4 separate regions of the Mus musculus genome follow, and regions 1, 2 and 3 are each linked to region 4. A link is a contact called in public promoter capture Hi-C data. All regions are on one chromosome and are shown on one strand. Each heading gives the region's core, a stretch centred on a gene start, on an enhancer-like site or on the middle of the called end of the contact. The rest is flanking DNA. Distances are from core to core; before and after follow the strand shown. Region 1 holds the start of Tecr (trans-2,3-enoyl-CoA reductase). Region 2 holds the start of Elmod2 (ELMO/CED-12 domain containing 2). Region 3 holds the start of Zfp330 (zinc finger protein 330). Region 4 holds the start of Abce1 (ATP-binding cassette, sub-family E (OABP), member 1).

The links. Promoter capture Hi-C pulls out the DNA fragments that hold promoters and counts their contacts.
Region 1: a promoter capture Hi-C map of pre-B cells shows a contact between it and region 4, with 7 times the contacts expected there. The contact joins the promoter of Tecr here to the promoter of Abce1 in region 4. A contact is called at or near these places in 2 of 39 promoter capture datasets (cranial neural crest and pre-B cells).
Region 2: a contact with region 4 is called in a promoter capture Hi-C map of pre-B cells, with 4 times the contacts expected there. The contact joins the promoter of Elmod2 here to the promoter of Abce1 in region 4. A contact is called at or near these places in 2 of 39 promoter capture datasets (liver and pre-B cells).
Region 3: a contact with region 4 is called in a promoter capture Hi-C map of pre-B cells. The contact joins the promoter of Zfp330 here to the promoter of Abce1 in region 4. A contact is called at or near these places in 2 of 39 promoter capture datasets (liver and pre-B cells) and 1 of 484 Hi-C or Micro-C datasets (CD4 T cells).

What each region holds. Positions count from the first base shown.
Region 1 is chr8:83,592,979-83,595,843 of GRCm38.p6, forward strand. Tecr (trans-2,3-enoyl-CoA reductase) reads right to left here and starts at 1,513. Exons shown (of 13, transcript NM_134118.5): 1 at 1,362-1,513. The coding sequence starts at 1,376. The region is part of intron 2 of D830024N08Rik (a long non-coding RNA gene); the gene reads left to right.
Region 2 is chr8:83,331,104-83,333,862 of GRCm38.p6, forward strand. It overlaps Elmod2 (ELMO/CED-12 domain containing 2), which reads right to left and starts at 1,383. Exons shown (of 9, transcript NM_178736.5): 1 at 1,247-1,383; 2 at 8-155. The coding sequence starts at 149. Gm32327 (predicted gene, 32327) reads left to right here and starts at 1,516. Exons shown (of 2, transcript NR_168721.1): 1 at 1,516-1,947.
Region 3 is chr8:82,772,616-82,775,470 of GRCm38.p6, forward strand. It overlaps Zfp330 (zinc finger protein 330), which reads right to left and starts at 1,530. Exons shown (of 10, transcript NM_145600.2): 1 at 1,442-1,530; 2 at 265-396. The coding sequence starts at 384.
Region 4 is chr8:79,710,424-79,713,321 of GRCm38.p6, forward strand. Abce1 (ATP-binding cassette, sub-family E (OABP), member 1) reads right to left here and starts at 1,317. Exons shown (of 18, transcript NM_015751.2): 1 at 1,120-1,317. It overlaps Anapc10 (anaphase promoting complex subunit 10), which reads left to right and starts at 1,340. Exons shown (of 5, transcript NM_001357234.1): 1 at 1,340-1,421; 2 at 2,730-2,856. The coding sequence starts at 2,742.

The DNA of each region.
Region 1 (2,865 bases), core at 263-2,762, 3.9 Mb after region 4:
ACTCCCATCTCTGGTCCTCTGGCATCATGTTAAAAAAAAAAAAAGAAAAAAGACTGGGGATTTCAAGATTCATTTCACAGGCCCTGGGAAAACTACCAACAATAATCATGATACAGAAGATGAATAGCAATATTAGTATTCAACTTGTGATAAAAAAAAATAGGATTATTTCCTATGTATTGGAGGTTCCTGAAGTATGCCAATTTCCAGAGACAAGTGGTGGTTGCCAGGGGCTGGGGGAGGAGGGAATGGGGAGATACTGTACACTGCTGTACAGCTTCAGTTTTACAAGATCAAAGAGAGTTTAGAGTACTTGCCTAGCAGGAGAAAAGCCCTGAGTTCTAAGCCTAGCACTACAAACTGAGGGAGCAGGCAGGGAAGGGGAAAAAAAAAAAAAACAAAAAAAACCCTAACCTAAGGCTAGGCTGAGGTTGACTAAATTCATCACAAATTTAAGATCTGAGGGGAGAAATACACACAACTCTCAGCTTGGCAGCTTTCATTTACCCGGAACCGCACTGCTAGTGGTTAGAAACTATGCCTTTGAAAAGAAATCTGCATTTCCTTTCTGTTCTGCAATTACTAGCAGGGACCTTCCAACAACTCACTGGACATCTCTGACTTTCACCTACATAGTAACAAACTACAAATCCCTCCGCAGAGGACTATGAGTCTGAGGACATAACAAAACCTCAGTAATACGGTAGTTAGCCCTGACTAATGTATTCTTACTATGAATGTGAGCAGTGAGTTACTGTTTTATGATGATTACTTAAAAGTCAGCAACAACGAAATTAGTATCATCAGGTCGAGAAGAGCATTAGAAGATTTGGTTTTAAGAGGAAAGGTGACCCAAGATACAGTCAGAAGACATGAGCTTCCAGAATGGTCTTGCGCATTCAGATTTCTTCCCTGGCGGTCACGGGCTGGCGTGACCCTGGAACCAACTCCCTCGCCGCCCAGGCATCTTGGCGAGGTGGGTGCGAAGGTCGGAAGAGGCAGGCTGGCTGCAGAGCCCCTCCTGAGCCCGAGGCGCTGACAACGTGCAAGGATTGTGCAAGAGAATCGTTCGTACCAAAACCAAGTGCTCCGCACCGCACTCCTCCTGAACACCTGCCACTCAGGCCATCAAGGATGCTGCAAGGAAGCTGCAAGCTTCTCCTAGGCCCTGCAAGACCCTAAGAAAAGGCATCCCCAAACAACCTGGGTGGCAGGTTTATAAATACCCCCCTGCACATGCGCAATGAGACTACACTGCGCCTGCGCCATGGCGGAGAGTCAGACCATAAAAAAAGGTTCCGAGGCCCTGCAGGACACTTGCGGTCTGCGGTAATCATGGCCCAGGGCCCCGCGCTGCTTACCTCGTAGTGCTTCATGGTTCTTCCACAGGATGGCACCTGCTCTGCTGCAACTGAGTGGCCGCCGTACCGCACCAAACACCACCCAGCTCCACACACACTCGGGGAGCAGCACTCCCGGACTCCGGCTCCGCCCCCCTCTATGCGTGCGTCCCTCCTGCCAATCAGCGTGGGGTGCACCCACTGCTCGCGCCACACAACTGACCAATCAGATTTCTCGATCCAAGGAGCGCAGCGGACCCCCTCCCCCCCACTTTGGCAAGCAAGATTAAAACCCGGCCACCCACCAATCAAAAGGAAGCCTGGGCGCCGCGCGCCCTCTGGCTCCGCCCATTGCAGTGTTGCGGTGGAAATCCAGCGACGTCAGGCTGAGGGGTCAATGCGGCAAAACGAGAACAAAGAGCTGCGTGGCCCGGAGAGCCAGGCTTGGGGTGAATTCGTAGATGTAGAGAAGCTCATCTAAGAGATGAGACCTCAGATTATCATCCATCACCAGGACCCTTGAAAGGACTCCAGATATCACGAATGGAGAAAGGAAAAGAAAACCTGCACCGCATTCTACAGGTGCCCCTCCTAAAACAGCTCCTGTCAGTTGAGCTGGCCCTAGAAGCAAAACCACCTTTGTCTCTGCCTGCGTTATCGTGTACAGTTTGGTTACTACTGGCCACATGTAGCTACTGAGCCCTTGAAATATACAGGAAAAAAATGACAGGTGCTGCCAGTCTAAAAATACAGGACATCAGAGAACAGTGCAGAGAAAGACGACATTACAGGGGCTGGTGAGATGGCTCAGTGGGTAAGAGCACCAACTACTCTTCCAAAGGTACTGAGTTCAAATCCCAACAACCACATGGTGGCTCACAACCACCCATAATGAGATCTGATGCCCTCTTCTGGTGCGTTTGAAGACAGCTACAGTGAACTTATTTTAATAAATAAATCTTTGGACCGGAGCAAGTGGGGTTGGCCAGAGCAAGCAGAGGTGTAGAGGTCCTAAATTCAATTCCCAACAATCACATTAAGGTTCACAACCATCTGTACAACTACAGTGTGTACTCATATATATAGAATAAATAAATCTTAAAAAAAAAAAGACATTACAAATGAAGGCATTTGGTATCCTACCTAATGGGCTCAATTCAATCCCAGGGACCCACATAATGTAAGGCCGGAACAGAGACACCATGGCACATGTGCAAGCACACATATACACACACTCTCATAAGTAAATATAAAATGTTAAAAGCCTAGTGCAGCCAGATTCTGCTTGCTGTAGTCTGCAGCCTGAATATATATATGTATATACTGCAGGAATAAATGTTCAGACATGGCATTTAGGGTTAGTTTAATAATATTATATAACAGGCCCAATAAAATTGTAGACTTTCTTGCCAGAAAAAGGGGGGAGGGGCTGTGGATCAGAACAGACGTTTTCAGTAGAAGAAATACAAATGGCTAACATATATCTCAAAGTATTCATCATTCTTTAGAGTTAGAGAAACAGAAA
Region 2 (2,759 bases), core at 133-2,632, 3.6 Mb after region 4:
GTATTACCTATTCTGTAGGTCCTCTGTGCCCCTCCATAGGTGTCAAAAATTCGCTGCAATTCACATTTCCCAGTCATCTGCCGTAAGAGCCATTTCATCCAAAATCGGAAAAAGTGTCCATAGAAAAACTCCCACAGAGACACGAACATGTTTCCCTGGAAAGAGGATATAAACACACAAGCTTAACGGTCTCAAACTGGAATTATAAAACTGAAAAAGAAATTAAGTTGATCCAACTCCCCAAATGATAATGAAATATATTATTCCATTGTGTCTATTTTGTGAGTGTTTAATTCATCAGGCAAGGAAATAACATACAACAGCTTAAATAATGATTTGCCAAATGGTCACTTGAAAAAAAAATGTAAAAAGTAGCCAAATAACTGGCCAAATTATTTAATCGCTAAAAAGAATAACCACATTTCATTTTTGCCAAATATTATATTTAATATTTTGGATTCATACTTCCGTTTTTCATCCCTTGAAACTTGGAACAAAGAAGTTCAAGAATAAAAGGACCAACCGAGCAACAATTTCAAATCTACCACACATCAGATGTGGCTTCCCAAAAAATGAGCTCTTCTCAGCCTTGGTTGAGAGCGCGCCCAGCTGTCCCTGTCAGCTGACTCCGACAAATGAAAACACTACAAGTGGCTTACAAACTGAAGCATACAGGTTGGGAAACCGAGCAGATGGCATCCTGACGAATTCATCATTGTTCTAGTCAGTAGGTGAAGGGCAGAGACACCAAGAGGTTAAAAAACAAAAAACCCCACAAAATCTATACACTTGATATAACTGATCTTGCAATAAAACTCTTTTCGGGTGCTAAACGAAGGGGAGGAGGGATACCGGGAACTCCAGCCCTGGGATTCGCAGACACACCCTCTCTGCGCCCGGGCCCGAGGAGCTGTCAAATTCGAAATCCCCGCAAGGCAAGGCACCAGGTGTCGGTGCCAGACACGCGGATCAGGATCTTTAAAATGAGTCATCCCGTCGGCGCTTGTCGGGACGAAGCGGGCAGAAGTGCCAGGCGCAGGCAGGCCGTCCCGCCGAGCCCCAGGGCCTCGGGAAACCGAGTGCGAGCCCCGTGGGCACCGCGCCGTCCCGCCCCTCTCGCGCGCGGGAACGCTGCACAAAGCCCCGACGGCCCCCGCACCCTGCGGGTTATCCGCGGGACGCCAGCGAGGCTTGCGCAGCCGCACGCCAGCAACTCAGAGTGAGAGAAAAATAAAACAGCAGCCACCTCACAGGAGCGGAAGAACTAGGGGGAAGCTGGCACTGCCTCGGTTTCCCCAGCTGCAAACACCGGCAACGGAAACGACGCTCTACGTGGAGCGCTCCCTGCGAACACCGCGACCCGGAAGTCCGCACGGAGGCTGCGGGGGCGGGGTGTCTCTTGGCTCCGCGCCCCGCCTCTTCGTCTTCTTCCGATTGGCTCGCTCTCAGCCTATCGCCGGCGCGGAAGGAGGGGCCCGCGGGCAGGCGCGCCAGACGCTGGACGGTTCCCATGGCAACGGCGGCGGCCGCACTCCCAGCCCAGCGCCAACGAGTTCCCTGTGGACTCGGCCTGGGAACTTTGCTCTGGGCTTTCCGGGACTCTTCCACCGCGGGCGTGACCACAGCACTTTCACTTACATTTCCTAATCTGCGAAGTGATTATTTCCCATCTTTATGAGGCACAAAGGAAACTTGGGTCGAAGGCACTTTATGGATGACGCAAAAGAACTTGCGTGACTAAGTGTGTGCAATGAGAAGTTGCGAGTTTTTCCTCTGAAAACAAACATGGAACACTTAATTCATCAAACGTTCATTTCTTAACATCGTTTCTACTGGAGGAATAATCTGTGCCTTTTTTTTAAACCTCAAAAGTATGGTTTTTATGTGCTAGGTGGTCTTCTACAAGGGACTCGCACGCCAAACCAACCAGCAAAAGCATAGTATCAGGTGAAGCTGCCTAACAAAGTTATTAAGGGGATTAGGGAGTAGGGGAAGGGATCATTACATACAGCGGAATCAGCAAAGTAAGGATAAGCGTTACTAGAGGAGATGAGGGAGTGTGCTGGGCCAGCTTCAGGAGGAAGACTGATCCACAGGACAGTAAATGTAGAAGTCCTGGGTTAGGAATGTATTACAAAAGGCTGATGGCACAATAATGGGGTTGGTGGGTTGGATAAGAAAGAGCCAAGTGGAGAGAAGGCTAAATATAAAAGAAGTTAAAAATGAAACAAAAGAAATTCCTGAATTGGGCACGCTCATGCATGCCTGTAATTACATGCCAGCTGGAGGGTGATGTGGGCAGGGAGATCTGCAGTTCAAGGCTACTTAAGGATCTGCCTAAAAAAGTAGATAGATAGATAGATAGATAGATAGATAGATAGATAGATAGATAGATAGATAGACAGACAGACAGACAGTTTAGCCTCCTACCCAAACAAGATTCCTGGCTCCTTGGTCCCCTTGTCAGGACCAACCACTATTAGTTCCTTATACTTCCAAAAATATTCAAGCCAGTGTCTTGTCTATGCCCCATCCATCTCCGTGTTAGGTCTGATTAAGTGCGCAGTACATGCCTTTCCAATTTTTCTTTTTTTCAAGACAGGGTTTCTCTGTGTAGCCCTGGCTGTCCTGTCACTTTGTAGACCAGGCTGGCCTCGAACTCAGAAATCCACCTGACTCTGCCTCCTGAGTGCTGGGATTAAAGGCATGCACCACCACGCCCGGCATGCCTTTCCATTTTAAAGGTAGATTCTTCTTGT
Region 3 (2,855 bases), core at 280-2,779, 3.1 Mb after region 4:
AAAAAGCTGGAGCCTCCCACTCAGTTCCTGTCACCCATTCGCCTTCAACATCTATTGTCACCAGTAATTCATGATACGCCAGGCTTGATAATACATACTCTAACAACAATAAAAATATCATTGTTACTCAGTAAAATACTGAGGACACCTTTAACAGGTTCTTCACAGGGGCACACCATAGTTGATCATGTTTTTTAGGTACCTATATATGGTACTACAGAGTCCTCCATTCAGCCACCAGCCATTGCTTTAAAAAGCTCTCACCATTGAAGCATTGCATGGGTGTTTGGCTAGGTCGACAGTACTTCTTGATGCTCGCAGTTGTTTCTCGCGTTCTCGGCGGTTCTCTGCCTTCTTCCTCGCACCGGTCTTTTTCTTCGGCATGTTCCCTTCTTTCTAAACAAGAAAACAGGAAAGGTATAATTGATGCGTTCAGTCACACAGCATCTATACTTTCCTTAAATATTAAATCAGTCTTTCAATTTTAAATGCACCTCATCCCATCTGAAGCCTTTAGCAACATTACACACACATTATTCCAGCTGCAGGCTCCTAAACTAAGGCCCTCCTCTGGGCTTCCAAACTCTCACACAGCATAAGCATCAAGGACCTCAACCAAACAGCTAGAGTAATTGTTTTCTCACCCTAATTATTCTCTTCACTCAAAAAAACCTATGTATGCACCATTAGTAAGAAATGACTAAAAATATTTGTTTTGTGCCAAGTTGAAATAACCATTTTGAGCTATACAGTCTCAGCCCTAATGCTGTTGACATACAGTATTATACAGTACACTGTCACCTACATGGTATCTAAACAAATAACCAGCAACCCAAGGCCTGACCGCAAACAAACCCATTTTCTCTTAAGAGACTAAGGTACTACAGTGGCTTTCGCTGCCTGTCCCTCGTGCCTAGATGCAACAGTTTCGACAAGTCAGATGCTTTGGAGTTTGTTTCCCACACAGACATCAAACCTTACAGTGCTGGTTTTCAGCACACAGAAAAACTACAACAGAGACAACCAGGCTTCTGTGTTCTCACTCTGGTGCCCCAATCCTTTCGGACAGGACAGTCTTCAGAGCTAATCAGTGGTTAATCATGCTGGCCACGCCACGGGGCCTTCCTTCAGTGTTTAAAAGGGAAGTCTGGAGCATGTGGCTGAGTGGCCACGGGTGACCGTGGATGAATTCTGTACCCACTAAGACATCTCAGACCTATTTTTTTCCTCGAATCTGTTTGTGCCAACGAGGAGAGATTTCTTTGAGTTCAAGCTTAGATCCTGGTGACAGCAGAGCGACATTGGGTTCCAGGCTCTGGGAGGCCAGGAGGCGGGGGCGCGGGAAGAGCCACGCGGCTCGCGACCCGCCAGCAGCCCGAGGGCCCCTCACGTTCTCCAGACCCACCCACGTCGCGCGGCCTCACGGGGACGCGCCACTCACCGCAGTGGCCGAGGACGCGGAGGAGAGGGCGAGCCGCGGGCTAGAACGGCAGAAGCAGCCCGTTTCCAACGGTGGGAGCGAGACCGGATATCCTGCTATGTCAGAGCGCCCAGGTTGAACACGTCAACAGGAAGAATCCCGCATGTTCCGCCCCCTCCTCGGGGAGGACCCGCCTTCCCGGAAGTGGACTTGCTACAATGGAAAGAGGCTCCAGCGTTGCAAAGAAAGTAGAGGGCAGAGAGCTGCCGCATCTCAAGGCCTCTGCTATGTCATTCTGATTTTATTATTTAACTCAGAGAGCTAAAAAGTCCAAAAGGAAAAGAAAGACGAGCCCACAAAAAATTTTGAGAGGAGAACAAGAACTTTGCTAGCAATTTTTTGCCTGACTCTTCTGAAATCCTTTTCCTTTCTGGGAGCCTGACAAGCCTCACATGGCACATTTTTAATTTTTGTTGTTGTTATTTTCTGAGACATAATGAATGGAACCCTGGCCTTGAAGCCACGACTCCATTACCTCTGTCTCTCAGCACTAGGATTATAGGCGTGCTCACAGGAAACTGCAGAGCCCTCCACTCCTCCCCCCCACCCACCCACCCCCGCTTTTTTTAATGTCTCACAACACTGAGTTCGGAGGTGTCTTGCTTGGCCTCTGCTGTGTGCATTCTGTTCCATTGTGAGCAAATCCTCCCACGTTCTCTGCTTCTGCTCCGAGGCTGAGATCTAACTATGCTTCCCTACAAGACTGTTTGCTTTAAATAACACTGAAGGTAAATGTTCCACTCTCACTCCCACCTTACCTTTGGGGAGGAAGTTCTTGACATTACTCCCAGTACTGCATGTGAGTATCACTTACTGCCTATCACCTTCTATATTTGAGTGGAGCTGTGTTATATCCACCCACTTTTTTTTATATTTTTTTATTTACATTTCAAATGTTTTTCCCTTTCCAGGTCTCCCCTCCAAAAACTCCCTATCCCATCCCCCTCCCTCTGCCTCTTTGAGGGTGCTCCCCTATCCACCCACCCACTCCTGGCTTCCAGCCCTTGCATTCTCCTACACATCAAACACCCTCAGGGCCAAGGGCCTCTCCTCCCACTGATGTCCAACAAGGCCATCTTCTGTCTTTACCACATTCACATCCCAATGGAAGACAACTCGTTTTGGTCTCTCTCTTTTTTTCCAACCCCTTCTGTTATCATCTTTGCTGCACTCCAGGAATTCGCTTTCATAACCACACCTCAAGCCTTTCTCTGAAGAGAGCTCAGTTTTGTCAATGAAATATGAATGTCTTGGCTTACTAGGCTCCTACCCTGTGCTCTGTTCTGTATTCTCTTGTTTAGTCATCCTTTTCAGTCTTTTTTTCTGCAAGTTCTACTTAATAAAACAGTCCCATCTCATTAGTCACAGTTTTTAT
Region 4 (2,898 bases), core at 67-2,566:
ATGTTTTTCTGAAACATATTTTTGTCTTTGTTGTTTCATTTATAGAGGTGAGCTAAGCAGTGCTATGAAAAGATAAAACCTTAAATACATTTTGGTTCAAAAATATTTAAGCTTTTTGATTATAGTGAATACATTATCAACTGACAGACACAGGGTGACTACTTTCAGCATACAGGACCATAGGCTACAATACAAATGTTACTCTAACTCCGTAGTTTGTAGTCCCTTGGAAGAAAGGGCAAAGCAATAAAAGCTTTTTGACAGCTATTCCTTAGTTACCATTTTTACCATCAAAATAGAGAAAATACTTATGTAGCTCTTGAGGTTCAGAAATTCACCTTTGACCATCATTTATTTGCAACACATACTAAATACCTACAATGTATTAAGCCTAGAAAGGATATTTAAAGGCATTTTGAAGACAGCATCCCTGATGTCAAGAAGCCGAAGAGGTAATAAACAAGAGATTAAGTCACTAATGGGAAGAGGACAGGGTGCTACAAAGTGCTTCTCGGAAGTCCTAAAGACAGGCACTCAACTCGGAAACTCACTTGGTCTACTAACCGCAGTCCCAACTGAGAACACGTCGCTCTATGAGAAAGATAGAACGTTTGCCTATCATTTCCATAAAGTCTGGGACTGGACTAGGAGCACTGGACTTCATGGCGGCAAGATGCTATGAGTCAGTCCACAATTATTAAAAAAAAAAAAAAAGGATTACTTCTTACAACCAAATGCCAACATAGCCGTCTGACTGTGAGGGGAAGCTTGGGGGATCTGCTGGGTGCGGAGCGTCCTCCACAGAAGGGTTAGCTTGAGGGTGGGAGCGGGGGTGGGGGGAAGGGGCAGTGGAGGGTGGCGAGCAGAGGCTATGGCATCTGCGACCGTTCTCGTGGCAGCGGGCCGTGTCTGGAATACAGACGCCCTGAGGCCGGGATGGCCGAACGGACGCGCGCGGAACGCTCCGGCGTCCCAGATGTGCAGCTGGAGCCGGTTGCCACGCGCTACGGTCTCCGCTACTGAGGCCTAACTTACAGGCGTTCCGACTGTGTCCCTAAGAGTCTTCCCAAGGTGGCAGCCGGCCGCCTAACACCAAACCTCTCCCGCGAATTCTCGTACCTGGAGACAGCGGGCCCCTTACAGCGGGGCGTGCAGTAGCCAAAGCAGCGCTAGCCGTCAGGTCTTAGCACACAGCGTGTTCTTACCGCCACCGGCAAAGATGGCGGTGCACAGCCGCCGCCTCGCGCAAGGCATGAGGGCATAGTGCGCGTGCGCGACAGAGCGCAGAGTCGGCGCCCTGGAGGGAGTGATGACGTTGGTGACGTCATTGCGCCGCGACGCCAATGAACTGAGGGAGCCTAGAATCGTCGAGCCGCAGTGGGAGTGGCGGGGGCCTGAGAACCGGAATTGTGGCGAATCAGGTGTGTAAGACAGCGGCTCTCCCTCGGTTTAGAGAACTGTGTGCTAGCGGGCGCAGGTAGAGCCCTTCTCCCTAGTCTCGGCGGCGTTAGGCTTGCTGTCTCCTCAGGCTTTGTGGGCCTTGCTAATCCGGTAAGACGGAGGTGGTAGGCAGGATCCCAAGTCTAATTCTCAGCTCCTTCAGTATTACTGTTTAAGGCCAGGAACCCATTTCTTCCCTAGCGTTTTGTCTCATCTACTTGGCTGTTCTTTGAATTTTGTTCCCGTGTCGAGATGGGCCGCCCCTCTCCCCCTACATCTCCAATGGCATGGTATTCATGTTTTAACGGAATGTATGTCTCTGTGATTATGTAAATTATAAATTATTATTGTTTGTGCGGTGGTTATAAGGATAGTTTGGAATCCAAAGGGACGTGTCAAGGTGGTGGTCTATAGTTATGTTAGCCTTGTAGCAGAACTTTATGGAATTTATTATAAGTATAATTTACAATAGTGTAAAGTAGCCATAAAAGTCACCGAAACAATTTAACATGGTTTTCACTCTCCAAGAAGTTTTTTTTTCATACTTTTCATAGATTTACTAGGATTAACAAAAGGTAAGGAGGATGAAGGAAATATGAGTGATTATTTTGCCATTGAAATTTTACTTTATTTTTTTTTTTTGATATATTTCTGTAGACAGAGTATTGATAGCTTATTTCTTTGCCGTCAGTGAAATTAGCCAGTTTAAGCCAGATTAGAGTATATTAAATGCAGGTTTATTGGGAAGCTGATCTTAGATGGGCGAGTTCACTAGCCCCAAGGACGAAGGCCAGGGAAATCTCCATGGGGAAGCGGGGGGGGGGGGGGGGGGTAGGAAAGAGAGAAGGGGTTGAGTGCACGCAGAGAAAGAAGTGGAAAACAGGAAGAGAGACCAAAACGTCTGGTTTATATAGGGAGAAACCTCTGGGGGAAGGGCAGCCCAGCCCTTGGGCTGGAAAGTTCAAGGTTCCAGGCAGGATATCCAGATAGGGACTGAGGGATGCTGGGAGAACCTGGAAGCCAGGTCCTGCTTTGGTATTTAAAATATGCATCTCATTCCCTGGTCCCGGGTCTGAAACCAAACAGGTATCTCTGTGTAGTCCTGGAGCTCACTGTGGTCGACCAGGTTGACCTGGAACTCAGATTCTTGTGCTTCTGCAGCCTTTGCCTCCCTGAGTACTAGGATTACAGATATGTGCCACAACGCTGGGCACTGAAATTCTGTTTTTATATTTTTGCAGAAGGATTGTCATGGCATGGTAGAATGTATATTGCTTGTCTCTCTATAGAATAATTTAAAAATGACCACACCGAACAAGACACCTCCTGGTGCTGATCCTAAGCAGTTGGAGAGGACAGCAACAGTCAGGGAAATTGGGTCTCAGGCTGTTTGGTCACTCTCTTCCTGCAAACCAGGTAAGCAAAACAAAACCCCAGACTATGATAATCATTATTTAC